2 separate regions of the Sus scrofa genome follow, and region 2 is linked to region 1. The links are chromatin contacts, called in public Hi-C maps. All regions are on one chromosome and are shown on one strand. Each heading gives the region's core, a stretch centred on a gene start, on an enhancer-like site or on the middle of the called end of the contact. The rest is flanking DNA. Distances are from core to core; before and after follow the strand shown. Region 1 holds the start of PTPRM (receptor-type tyrosine-protein phosphatase mu). Region 2 has its middle 81 kb from the start of LRRC30.

Region 1 (6,443 bases), core at 1,328-3,827:
AATAAAATCTTAAACAATTTTTAAAAGCCAAAAAATAATTTAAAAAATAGATTTTAAAAATCTCCCCTGCTGAAAAAAAAAATTTGAAAAGAAATGTCTCATTGGGAGGATTTCTACAGCATCCTTTTCTTAGAAGAAGTCCAGTCCTTTTATTTTGAATAGAGGCCTTCCATTTGGGCTCAAGGCTGCTTTGGCCAGTTACCTGTAAGAGAGAGTAAATAAACAGTAGCTGTCAGAACTGCAAGGGAAGGAGCTGCTGGCAAAAACCCATCACTGTTTGCAATGTGGATTGCAGACTAATAAGGGTAGAGTCAGCTTAAGGCTGCAATGTTTAGAGAACAGAGATAATGGAAATTCATTGGCCCTCCTGCTGAGCTGTAAGTAACTGGAGGAAGGGACATGGTGTCCTGAGGTTACCAGGGTAGCAGGAGTGGGCGGGTGTCTGAGCCGGGGCTCTCTCCCCATTGGCCTGCAGGGACATCCATCTGTGCAGCTGCCTCCCGCACCCCCATCAGCCACCTTACCACATCCTTGCCAGGGTGGCCCAGCTCTAAGGCTGTTCCACACTTTCTTCAAGGGGTCCCTAGAGGAGTGAGTCCCAGGTGTCCACATGCAACTTGAGCATTCATACACCTTATGTTGACCCCCCCCACCCCCACTTTCCTATTCCTCTTCCACTGCTTCCTGGGATTACTTTCCCAATAAAACCTAAACCTACTTACACTTCAATCCTCCCCTTCAGGCTTGTTCCTGGGGGAGGCCAGTATAAGAAAATCTTCAGCCCAGAGCCTAGTGCCTGGCATATACATGGCCATCATAGGTACTTGCTGAAAAATTCACGTACTTTGCAAGTGAAATCCTATGCTATCTTGAACTTCTTCGCCCAACTTAAAAAACTTAGAAGAAAAAATGGCTAGATTGACTTTTCTCTCTTTATCTGAATCCCCTAGGGCCTCCTAACAGAAAAGCTCCATTGGAAAGCACATTACCACGCAAAACGATGCAGGACCTCAGCACAAGGCAAGTTCATGCTGCAGACCCTCATTGCCTGTCTTTGAAGGTATGGGAGTGCCCTGCCTCTCCCTTCTTCAAATGTTCATTTTGCAATAAGGCTCAACAGGTACATATTTGAGAGAAGCAGCAGGACGGTGTAAGGTCCTAGTACTAAGAAGTAAACTATTAATATAGAACCTTTTAAAGAGCACTTCTGAAAAGGATCTAAGAAGTGGAATTCCAGCAGAAAGAGGAGCTGTTGGTTGGAGCACCAAAAGCAAAAATCCTCCAGTCCCGCAGTTTTCCCCCGGGGAGGTGACAGCTATGACCTATCCTTAGTTACAGCTTGTTGGTTCTAGGGTCAACTGGAGACAGGGTCTAGGTGAGCGTGGGATCAGTATACTTTCTGGGTCTTTGTAAGCTCCAGGTGAGAGCAGCACAGAAGGGCCCCGGACACACCTGCGTCCCCCCTCTGGCTGGTACACCCGTCCTACTCACGGGTCCTTACTCGGCTTCTAATTTAACCTCTTCCCAGGCCTTCCATTGCGTTCAGTCAGCTAGGCCTAGCGTCTACAGCTGCTCAGAGCTGGCTCGACGTGCGTATTCCCCGGGAGATAGAAAGATCACTCCACCCCTTTTTATTTGTTTATTTGCAATTTCACAAAGAGAACCTTTTTACCGAAGCATTGGAAGACTGTTTTAGTCACTTAATGAAGTAGGCATTCCAGACCCAAACGGTAAATTACACACTTCAAGATATTTGATTCATTACCCACCCCTCCTCCTCTCGCATTTCCCAACACTTAGTACCAGATACACAAATCACAGGTTACGTAGGTCCAAACTCTCGTTCCGCTGTGACCGCCACCTTCCGTGTATCGCCCGCGGCTCGCTGGGGCCCAACCGGGACGGCGGGGGCGCAATGAAGCCGCAGAGCGCTTCCTGCTCCGCCGGGTGCAGGGCTCCTGGGGCAGGAGCGCGAGTGGTCCAGTCGGGAGGCTGGCGCGCTGCTGGGTCTCGGTGCCCGAGGCCGCCGCTCCCTCCTCTGGCGTCCGCCAACTTCTCTGCACCCGCCGCGCGGAGAAGCTCGCAGCCCCTCGCAGCCTCCCGATCTACCGGCTCGCCCTGCCCAAAGCCGCGGGGGAGAGCGGCTTTGCGACTGCCGGCCCCGCTGCGGACACTGCCATCCGGCGCCGGGATTGGAGCCGCCTCGTCCGCCCGCGGGGCCGCAAGGCCGCCGTCCCGCCAGCCTCGTTCGCCAACTCCTGGCGGCCTGTGACCCGGGACAAACTTCTGGCCGCCGCGCGGCCCCTGCGCGGTCACCCTCCCGGAAGCCGGCCTCGAAACCCAAGCCGCGGCGGGGCGGGACGCGAGCGGGAGGGAGCACGAGGCACCTCCCGGCAGCCGCTCTCCGCGCGGTGACACCGCCCCCGCGGCCGCCCCCCGCCCGGCTCCCCCCGAGGCGCCGCTGCCTCTCAGCGCCGGGCGCGGACCCGTAGGGCCGGCGGGGCCGGGCGCTCACGCCCTCTAGCGGGCCGCGGCAGCGCGGGCGGCCGTGACGTGGGCGCTCCCTTCAGCCGGCCTGCGGGGCACTGCCAGTCAGTCGGGGAGCAGGAGCCCCGCGCGCAGCCGGCGCGGGCTCGGCCATTGGCGCGCCGCCGCCCGGGGGCTGGCTCGGCTGCTGGCTGAGAGGCGGCGGGCGGGACAAGCGCGGCCGCGGCCCCGGCCACCGCGGCGCCGGCGGCTCGGGTCCCTACCCGGGGAAGGAGAGCGGCGGCGGGTGCAGCAGCCGGCACGGAGGGCGGATTTTGGCTCCGCGGGCGCGCCCTCCGCTCCCTCTTGCAGCCGCTCCAGCTCCGAGCGGGGCTGGCGACTGGGTGGGAGGATCCAGGACCTCGGCCCCGGCCCCGGGAGCCCCCGGAGTTGAGACTTCTGCAAGTGTTGGCACTTTGCGGGTCTGGCTCTGGTTTTGGGTGTTCACCCTGCTCTCCTCGCCGCCTTGGAAGGAAAGCTCCCGGCCGCCCTCGGACCTCGCGCCCACCCAGCGCCGCCGGGGAGCGGCCCGGCGTGCGCTCAGCACCATGAGCAGACTTGGGACTTGGCTGGTGACTTTGTACGGACTTTTGCTAACTGCGGCGGGGGATACGTTTTCAGGTAAGAGGGGCCGCACTCGCTGTGGCCTGGGGCGTGCGGGCCGGAAGGGGCCCGGGACGCATGCAGCTCCCGGGTGGGAGAGCACTAGCGGCGGACCGCGGGTCCAGACTGGGGAGCGGCGGCTCCGGCACTGCGTGTGCCAGTTCCCTGCCCCGGCGCGAGACCAGCGGGGAGGGAGGGCACCTCGCGCTCGGGCGGACAGAGCGGACGAGCCCGGGGCGCTGACTCCGGAGCCCGGCCCCAGGTCGGCCCCCGCCCCTTGGCGGCCTGGGTGCGTGTCGGCGCCACTCGGAGCCCTCCGCCGGCTCTGAGAGCAACAGCAGAAAACTTTGCCTGAAGTTGGGAGCTGCAGCCGCCGGCCGCCTGGCGTGGTCGCTGCGCGGTCCTTCCCACCCGGAGCGGCGGCCAGCCGGATCTCCGTGCCTGCTGCGCCCGCGCGATTGCTTCGGAGAGACTCTGGCGGCGGCGGTGGCGATCGCCGGTTTTCTTTGCCGTCCAGCCGCCGCCCGGCCAGAAGCTTGCCATGACCCCGGCTCGCCGCGGTGGTCGCGCCGCAGATCGAGAGAACCAAGGCAGTGTCCTCATCGGTCCCGGAGGGAGGACCTGTGGTCCGGACGGAGTGGCTGGTTGCCCGGGCCCCGGGCCGCTGCGGTTGTGTGCGGGTCAGGCTCCCTTCGGCCCCGGGGAGCTCCCGAACGGGGGCAGTGGTCAGCCAGCCCCGCCACCCGCCGCCTCGGGCTGGCAGGAAAGTGGCCGGCGGCGAGGTGCCTGCTGCGCCCGGGCGATCGGAGCCTGCAGAGCTCCTGGGACTAGGACGCGTGATCGGGAGTCGCGGGTCAGGCCAGGCTCGAGCCCTGCACGGCGTTACCGGGAGCACACACGCGGATAGACAGCCAGCGCTTGCACACGTGCACAGTTTCCCGTGTGTGTCAGTTTTCACGGAATGGTGGCCCTGGGCTTGTTTTTCTTCTAATAAAAAGCCTGCTATTAGTCCTTCAACTTGGGTTGCAAAATAGGTTTGTTTCTCTGTTTATTCGGGAGGAATGAGTAAGTTGAACTTTTTAAAATTTGATGGAGACTTTCACTGACAGTAAAAACGCATATTTAAAAGCATTGGAGACGTTTGGCGTTTGGCTGTGAGACCTGTGGAAACTTAACATCTTTACTTTCCCGAGCTCTGGACACACAGGCGGGGAGGCCGTGCCCCTGGCTTTGCTGAGCCGCGAGACCCTTGACCACAGTTGGCCACCACCAGGAAGCTTAGCGGGGAGTTGGCTCCTGGCTCTGTGCTGTCAGCTTCAGTAGAGAAATAACCCTTCTCCTAAGTTTAGTATGTCCTTAAGTGTCTGGTAATTGCACGTGCTCCAGAGGATTTAACAAAATGACCCACTGCTGTCTGCTGTAAAATTGATGCAAATTTTGGCCTGCGTTCTTTCTTATTAGTGAATTATAGAGTAGACTTGCCAGTTTCAGAGCCTTGAAACTCCTTAGTGTGAGAAGCCAAGGATGAGGGCCTTTGTGATGGTTTTCTCTTTATTAAGATCTATAGCTCCCTGGCTGGGATTTGTTTCAAGTTAAGCTGTGTCAGAAAGCATTTGGATGGATTTTCAAGTTGTAGGCAAGGGGGTGGGAACAAATATTTATGTAGCTTATTTAAATGATCGGTTTCTCATCTTTTTTTCTTTTTTTGGTTTTTTTTTTAGGGCCGCACCTGCGGCATATGGAAGTTTCCAGGCTAGGGGTTGAATAGGAGCTGCAGCTGCCAGCCTATGCCACAGACATAGCAAATCCCAGCTTGGAGTCTGCAGCCTACAAGGCAGCTCACTGCAATGCCTGATCTTTAACCCACTGCATGAGGCCAGGGATCGAATCTGTGTCCTCATGGATACTGGTCAGGTTCCCTGCTTGCTGAGCCACAACAGGAGCTCTGGTTTCTCATCATTAAAAGAGATTTCAGCCTAGATAGTACTGACTTGAGTCCTTGTTAAGTCTTACTTAAATCATTAGTCAAACCCAAAGAGATTTTTTTTTAACCAAAATTTAGTCAGACTTTTCTTTCAGAGGAAATTTATCATTCTACTTGTTTGTTATCATACCACGACTGAGCCGTCTTTTTATTTGGAAAGCCAGAGGATTAAGAGGAAATAAAGGATGGTATCCCAGAGAGCGTGCTTAGAAAAGGCGAAATTAAAAAAGGGGGGGGGCTTAGCAAATTTTGTGTATACAAGGATCAGAGAAGTTGCAGTGCATTATTGCTTTTGCCCTCCACTTGGTGTTTCAGGTAGTACATGTGGGAGGCACTTCATGCTTTGGAAAAATCTTTTGTGTGTGTGTGTTGGGAAAGTCAGTTCTGATGTTATGAACGACACTGACACTTATTTCTCTGTATGATTCTTCTGGAAATCGAAACACTTGGCTCCTTGTGGTGGGGATGCTTTTGGAGACAGGAACTAGATTGTAAGCTGCCTGAGGGCAAAGTCTTTTTTTTTTTTTTTTTTCCTTCTTGATTCCCATAAACACTCATTTGGCATAGAGCTCTAGACTTAACAGACAATCATGTTGGTTGAATAAATGACTAATGTGAAATCAGATCATTTGCAAACCTTAAAATTGTGTGTGAACTACCTGACACAAAAGGGAGGGAGAGGAGAAACCCTTAGACCTTAAACTGGCTGGTATTGACCCTTTTTTTGAAATTAACGTTTCATCACTGATTCTTCTTAGGCCACCCAATGGACTGAATCCGAAGGTTTTATGTAATCAGTGGAGGTTTCTTTGTGTAACTAAGATTTACACACAAGATACTTTGCTCTCCCCCCTCTGCATCTCTTATCCTCTTTGGGAATAGGTTGGGAATGGATGTCAGTGTTGATTAATCATTTCTACAGGGTATTACATGTAATTTGGATGCCAGATATCAGAAATAGAGTGCTAAACAGATTGGAAGGAAAAAAGAAAAGAATTAGTTTTTTTTTTTTTTTTTTTTTTTTTTTTGTCCAGGAGAACTTTTATTTACTGTAAACATTCCACTTAAAAAAAAAATCACTTTCTATTTTTACAATTTCTAATTTGTTAGGCAACATATCAGAGGCTCACTTTCTGTCTTCTGTCTAGGCATTGATGCTTATTAAAACTGACTCATAAAAAGGTATACACATAAGAAGGAAGTTAAATCATTTTGCTTCTACTTGAAATTCTTTTTTCCATAGCAAGAAGCCAAATGCTGGTGAGTCATTCCTCTTTGACCCATCTTCTTCAAAACCATGTTGTGATATGTACTATACAAGGAAGTGTTT
Region 2 (6,512 bases), core at 705-3,204, 120 kb before region 1:
GGGGGCTCACAAGTCACTTCTCCCCTGTTGCCTCATCTGTAAACCCCATCTATTATCGAGAGGCAGCCAGTCACTGGGATGGAGACACTACCACAGACACATTTGGAAAAACCATCCCCCACAGTGTTGCAAACTGTCATCTTTCCAAACCTACCTGCTTTGCTTTGCGCATTCATTGCAGACTCTTTGCAAATAATCGCTATTCTCTCTTCGAGTTTTCTTGAAATACACAACCCTCCAGGGTCTAATTCTCTTTTTCCTTCTTTCGATGGAGACATAGAACAATAAAGATCCCACTTTCCTTTTAACATACTGTGAAAAAAAATGACAGAACAAAAGTATGATGACAAACGGCAGCTGACACTCTGGTGGGGAGAGTCTAGGGAGCAGTGGGGACTGTGGTGAGTAGGGTGACAGGCCACCCCTCAGAGCACCTGGCGCTTGGCTGTGGCTGATTCTCAGCATGTGAGAAAGACTGTTGATTATACTGCCTCTAATTTACTGAAAAATATTTCAGTGCATTGCGTAGGATACACACGTGTGTGCGGTTTCATTTTAATCTGCGCCCTCCATGCAGTTAACATCCTTCAAATTAGAGATCTCTGCTCCAGGGGTGGTTAGTTACTGTTTGAAAGACCTCAATCAAAGCTCTACATTCCAGATGCAAACCCTTCAAATATTGCTCTCTGGATCTGCAGGAAATGGTTCCATAATGGTCCAAAAAAAGGAGACTCTGTCTTCTGGAGTCACTGGTTTACGCCTACTGTTCAGGCACCGTGGGGCCCCATGTGTGTGTTCATCTGGCCTCTGCGACACCAGCATCCTCTCAGAGTCCCTGAGATCAGGGATCCCATTTGAATGACCAGATCCCCTGTGTTCACATTCAGCCTACAAAAAGGAGCAACCCTTGTGCTTTTCACAGATGCAGGCTTTCCTTTCCCTGATTGATGTATGTCTCTTTGCCTTAGTGAAGAGGATCTCCCAGACCTTCTTGTGGAGCTGAGGGGTGGATGGATGTGCAGGTCACACAGGATAAGTCCAGTTCCAGATTCCTATCTTCATGCATCTTTGGATACCCTCCTCTACTTTATGTGCAAAATCTCCCAATTTGTGAGTGTTACCAAGCGAATTGGGTCAGTGTTGTTGGCCAAATGAATCCACATCTGTGTGACGTTGGGCAGTTTCTTAACCTCTCTGTGCCTCTGCTTCCTTAACCATCAAAGGGGGAATAATAATAATACCTCACATGGCTGTTTTGGGCAAAAATGAGTATATGTTGAACCCTTAACAGGGACTGGGTACATAATAAGCATAATATGTGTTGACAATTTAAAAATAAATAAGTAGGAGTTGCTGCCGTGGCTCAGAGATTAACGAATCTGACTAGGAACCATGAGGTTTCGGGTTCGATCCCTGGCCTTGCTCAGTGGGTTAGGGATCCAGCGTTGCCATGAGCTGTGGTATAAGTCACAGATGCGGCCCAGATCCTGCGTTGTTGTGACTCTGGTATAGGCCAGTGGCTACAGCTCCGATTCGACCCCTAGACTGGGAACCTCCATATGCCCTGGGTGTGGCCCTAGGAAAGACAAAAAGCCAAAACAAATAAAAAAATAAAAATCAATAAGTAAATTTCTGCCAGTCAAACGTCCAGGAGCTGCTTGCTTTTGACCTGTCTTCATTTTTCATGTGGCCCCTTTGATCTGTCCTCTTAGCCTCTTTGGAGGGGGCAGACATAAGACTCGTAATAAAAAGTACAGTAAGGAAGCCACTTTACCAATGAGCTGGACCTGTGTACACCCGGGAAGAAATCCTCAGAGCTCGCAACTTGACCACCTTCTCTTCCCTCCTGCTCTTCTGTTGTCACCAGGCTAAAGGCAAAGGTACGTACTGCTGTCGCCAGACACTCTGACTTGATTCAGTCCAGATCTGGACCTGGGGTGGGTGTCAACAAAAGTGTTGACTTATCTGGACACAGTAAACACAGACACTCATGCAAGCTTAAGTGCCAGATGCCTCATCCGGAAGCCAGCTTTCCCTGGCAGAAGTGTTGGCCCAGCACTTTGGCATGAAAGCACCAGGAATCAGCCTAGTCATTTCTCATTGAGCCTGGCCTAGTGCTCAAATCTTGAAGAGCTAGTTGAAGCTTGTAATCTTTCCCTCATCAGTCATACTTGGTACCTTTAGGGGAGATGGCTCTGAGCTGGAGCACAGAACAATGGCTTCTTTTGGAAACAGTTGGAGGTGGGTTTTGAGGACGTTGTGCTAAAGGTGCTTATGGACATCAGCAGAGGTGAGTTTAGGCCACCAGTTGTGTGGCCCTATTGCTTTTCCTTTGGTCTCTGAGAAGGGAAGGAAGGTCAGAGGCCAGGAGGGGGCGGGAAGAGAAAGAGGACAGGGTGTGTTGGCTGCTTGGCATGGGTGAGGAAGGAATTGTTAGAGGAGGCAGGACATCCTTGAACGTGACTGTGGCTCAGGAGGACGTGGAGGCAGCAGGATGCCTTCAGCCCTCAGGGGTTGTCATCTAGGGAGTCTCCAGCCTGAGGTGGCCGCCCTGCACGGGATGCGTGCTCAACACCGCACCTTCATGGCTCTTAGTGGATGCAGGTGCAGACTCAGCCCTGCGGCTCCCTCCAGTGGAGGGGGGCTGGGCTCCCCATCCTTTCTAGTAATTTTTACCACCGCAGACAGGGACAATTACCTTCCCCAACCAATAGGAAAGCGCGTTCAATGTTAGAGGGGATGCTTGCTCTGGAGCTTAAAACTCACTCCCTCTAAACCCTCACCAGGGCGTCCAGGGGAAAGACAGACCCCTCGCCATCCACCAGATGAGTTTATTGCAGGGGAAAGATAAAGCCTAGGCCTATCTCCTCAAGAGCTCAGATTCTTAAGGAGAATTGCAATTCCCTTAACATTCAGATCCCACATCACCACATCCATAAACCGAATCGAAAACCAGGAGAAATGACAATAAAAAGAAGATATTTATGGAGGCAGTGTAGGAGAGGGGATAGTAAAGAGACTCTTCTCCTGTCCTCAGCCCCTGAATTCTGTGGTCCTGAATGACTGGCAACCTTCTATCCTCGTAAACACCAAGCAACGCAGCACGCAGCCTAGGGGTCCTTATGGAAAGATGCAACAATGGCCAGCCTGCGTACGCAACGTTGGGACAGAAGATGAAAGTTGTGTTTTGCTTTTCTTCTTCTAAAGCAGAAAGTTTCCCAGTGTTTATGGAAAAATCACCATCTCTTTGTGTGTTTTAAAGTTTTGATTGAATGAATGAGCAAAATATCAGAGCGGCTCACGGGGGAGTCTCGGAGCTGTCGGGGCAGCCAGGTGCCCTCTGAAGGACATGGGAAATTAGAGGCGTGGTGGTGTAGGAGTTGCTGGATGAGCAGCAACAGTTTCTGAACAAAAACCTGGATAAGAGTGTACGGCAGAGAATAATAGAGCTCGGGCAGACGTGGGGGAGACATAATAACAACGCTTTCTGTTCAGATCCCACCTTTTGTTCTCAATTTCAAAGCCCTGCACACCTACGTTAAATCCCCACCACACGCCGGGGGTCAACAGGCTCACCCCATTTCACAGATGGGCAGAGAGGCTCAGCGAGGGGCGCGAGCGGCCCCGCCCGCGGGAGAGCTATACATAGAGCCGTTTTTTTTTTTCCCACCCAGGCTGCTTCTCTGCATCTGAGTCAGAGACTGAGCCAGAAGCCCAGACTGGAACAGAAGCAATGTCAGCTCAGCTTTTCCTCAAAGGCATCAGGCTAATCCCCGGCCACCAGGCTGTGGAGGTGTCGCTAGAGGAAGACATGGCAGAAGCAGAGCTCCCATCTGCTCTTCGTGGACACAATATCTCGGCTAGATGTTTGCAGAGCAAAGTTTATCCAGGCCGCTGGCTGGATGCTCCTTTCGCAGAGGCGCAGGGGCTCTGCGCTGCTTGTGTTCTGGCCTACAGCTCTCCCAGCTCTGGTGACAATGGAGGAGAAGCCCTTCTCCTGGTTTCTGGGTATTCATGGCTTAGAATTGTGGAGGGGATACAGACACACAGAGAGGGCCCTCGTCTTTATTTTTTTAATTGAAAAAATTTTAATTTATGTATTTTTGGCCTCACCCATGTGGAAGTTCCCGGACCAGGGATCAAACCGGCACCACAGAGGTGACCAGACCCACTACAGTGACAACACTGGATCCCTCAATCAGCTGCACCACCAGGGAAGTCCAGGACTCCCATTTTTTAAAAAATGCTTTTCTTTTTACGGCCACACCTGTGGCATATGGAAGTTTCCAGTTTCCAGACTAGCTGTCCAATCAGAGCTGCAACTGAGGCCTACACTGTAGCTTGTGGTAACACCAGATCCTTAACCCATGGATAGAGGCCAGGGGTTGAATCCATATCCTCACAGAGATGTTGGGTTCTTAAGCTGCTGAGCCTCGAGGGAAATCCAAGATCCTCATCTTAAATCCTGGACCAACACCAGTGCAGTTGGTAATTTGCCTCCGTAGAACTTTCTGGGGGAAGGTTCCATTTAAAAAGGATGCAGTGTTTTCCCATGAGGCTGATGAAACTGACTTCCTTCGATGGTAGGATGCCTGCAAATTTGAAAACAGGAAAGAGTTTTGCTTTGCTGCAATTCATATTTTGGTTAAGTTGGATTCCAAGAGGAAAAATCTATTTTGTTATTTTCCAGCCCCGAGAAGGGGGAAAAAGCTGAGGGGGTAGCAAAATATGGAGAAGAATGCAATCATCAGAGAGAGCCGGGGTTCCCAGTCTTGGCTAGCTCTCATTTCCCAAAAAATCTTTAACTCTCTGCTTGATAAACCCAGAGTCTGAAGCAGTCTCTGAATTTGTCACTGTCAGTTTGTGTGGCATGTGAAGGGAAACCAAAACCATAGTTTGGCTTCAGGCAGGAATACCTGGGCCGCTTGAAGCGCCATAGGAATGGTTTGGAAGCCCTGGGAGGAGTTGGGCTGCCCTCCACTGGGACACTGGAGGCTGTTTCGGCTGTGTTTTTTCCTCTTTCCTGTTTGTTTTCTAAGCAGAGGGGTCAAACGTAGAGCAGCAAAGCGGACAGAACCCATGTCTGGATTTTTTTTTTTTTTTTTTTGGTTGCACTTCCTGCTTTTCTCTCCCCTTCTTCCTTTTGTCCATTTCCCTCTTACTCTCTGTAAATTTTGCTCCCCTCCCACCTTTCCCTCATTTCTATCCTCAGGGGCTTGCTTTCTTCCTCAATTTACTAACATGGTACATCTCTGTTCTGCTCTAGACTGACTAGCCAGCAGTAAATAAACAGGGAAGAAAAGGCAGACAAGAAAGGGCAAAGGAGTTTCCTCAGCAGGTGTCTGGAGCTCCATCCTGCTCCAGAAACCGGGAGCTGGGGTGGAAGAGACATTTATCAACTTATGTTGGACTACAACATAAGGAAACACTTGCATGCAAGGAATCAACCAACAGAGTGAAAAGGCAACCCATAGAATGGGAGGAAATATTTGCAAATCTTATATCTGATAAGGGAATAATATCCAGAATATATAAAGAATTCCTATAACCCCACAATAACAAAACCTGATCCAAAAAAAGGCTACGAACTTGAATAGATTTTTCTCCAAAGATACACATATGGCCAATAAATATATGAGTATGCTCTCATCACCAATTATTAGGGAAATGCACATCAAAACCACAGTGAGATGCCACTTCCCACTCATTAGAATGGCTGCTATCAAAATACAGGACATAACAAGTGTTTAAGAAAACGTGCACACAATTCGTTGTACACTGTAGGTAGGAATTTAAAATGGTGTAGCTGCTATGGAAAACAGTATGGGGGCTCATCAAAAACTTGAAAAGAATTATCATAAGACTCAGCAATTCCAGTTCTGAATATATATCCCAAGGAATGGAAAACGGACTGTTGAAGAGATATTTCTACACCCATGTTCCTAGCATTATTCACAATACTGAAAAGGTGGAAGCAACTCACGTGTCCAGTGGCTAGTGAACAGATGAACAAAGTCTACATATGCAATGTAATATTCTTCAGCCTCAAAAAGGAAGTTAGTTTTAATAAATGCTACCACATGGATGAACTTGGAGAAACTTATGCTAAGTTAAATAAGCCAATCGCAAAAGTATGAATACTGTGTGGTTCCTCTCATATGAGTTACCTAGACTAGTCATATATTCATTGAGATAAATGTATGAGGTGGTTGCCAGGGGTTGAGGGGAGGGAGGAATGGGGAGCTGTCATTTAGTGGGTATGGATTTCAGTTTGAGAAGATGATGAATATACTTAACACTATTGAACTGTAAACTTGGAAAACGGCTTAAGATGGTAAATGTTCTGTTATGTTAAGTGTATGTTATTTACCACAATTTAAAAACCTAAAACACATGCACAGCTTTGAAAAGCACAGTTTAATCGATGGAAAGCTAGACCCAGGATCCGGAGATTGGTGTTCTGTTCTGACTTTGGTGAATGCATATCTTAGCTTGACTTAGCAAAACGATAA

What was found. Hi-C and Micro-C count contacts between places; a contact is called where the count stands out from the background.
Region 2: a Hi-C map of liver shows a contact between it and region 1, with 4 times the contacts expected there. The contact joins the enhancer-like site here to the promoter of PTPRM in region 1. A contact is called at or near these places in 1 of 5 promoter capture datasets (liver), 10 of 47 Hi-C or Micro-C datasets (alveolar macrophages, fetal heart ventricle, heart right ventricle and 4 more) and 1 of 2 datasets of contacts at active chromatin or transcription factors (skeletal muscle).

The regions. Positions count from the first base shown.
Region 1 is chr6:100,089,100-100,095,542 of Sscrofa11.1, reverse strand. PTPRM (receptor-type tyrosine-protein phosphatase mu) reads left to right here and starts at 2,577. Exons shown (of 36, transcript XM_021097712.1): 1 at 2,577-3,147. The coding sequence starts at 3,075. It overlaps LOC106510670, which reads right to left and starts at 3,076. Exons shown (of 4, transcript XM_021097607.1): 1 at 2,818-3,076; 2 at 2,576-2,746; 3 at 1,811-2,510; 4 at 1-202. The coding sequence starts at 3,076. The coding sequence ends at 1,816.
Region 2 is chr6:100,208,078-100,214,589 of Sscrofa11.1, reverse strand. No RefSeq gene overlaps it. Among named protein-coding and RNA genes, the nearest start is that of LRRC30, 81 kb to the left of the region's middle. Within about 2 kb of position 1,954, at least 1 of the 83 cell types and tissues checked has an H3K27ac peak or open chromatin away from gene starts, as enhancers often do. A contact at or near this core is called in liver, where this site is marked.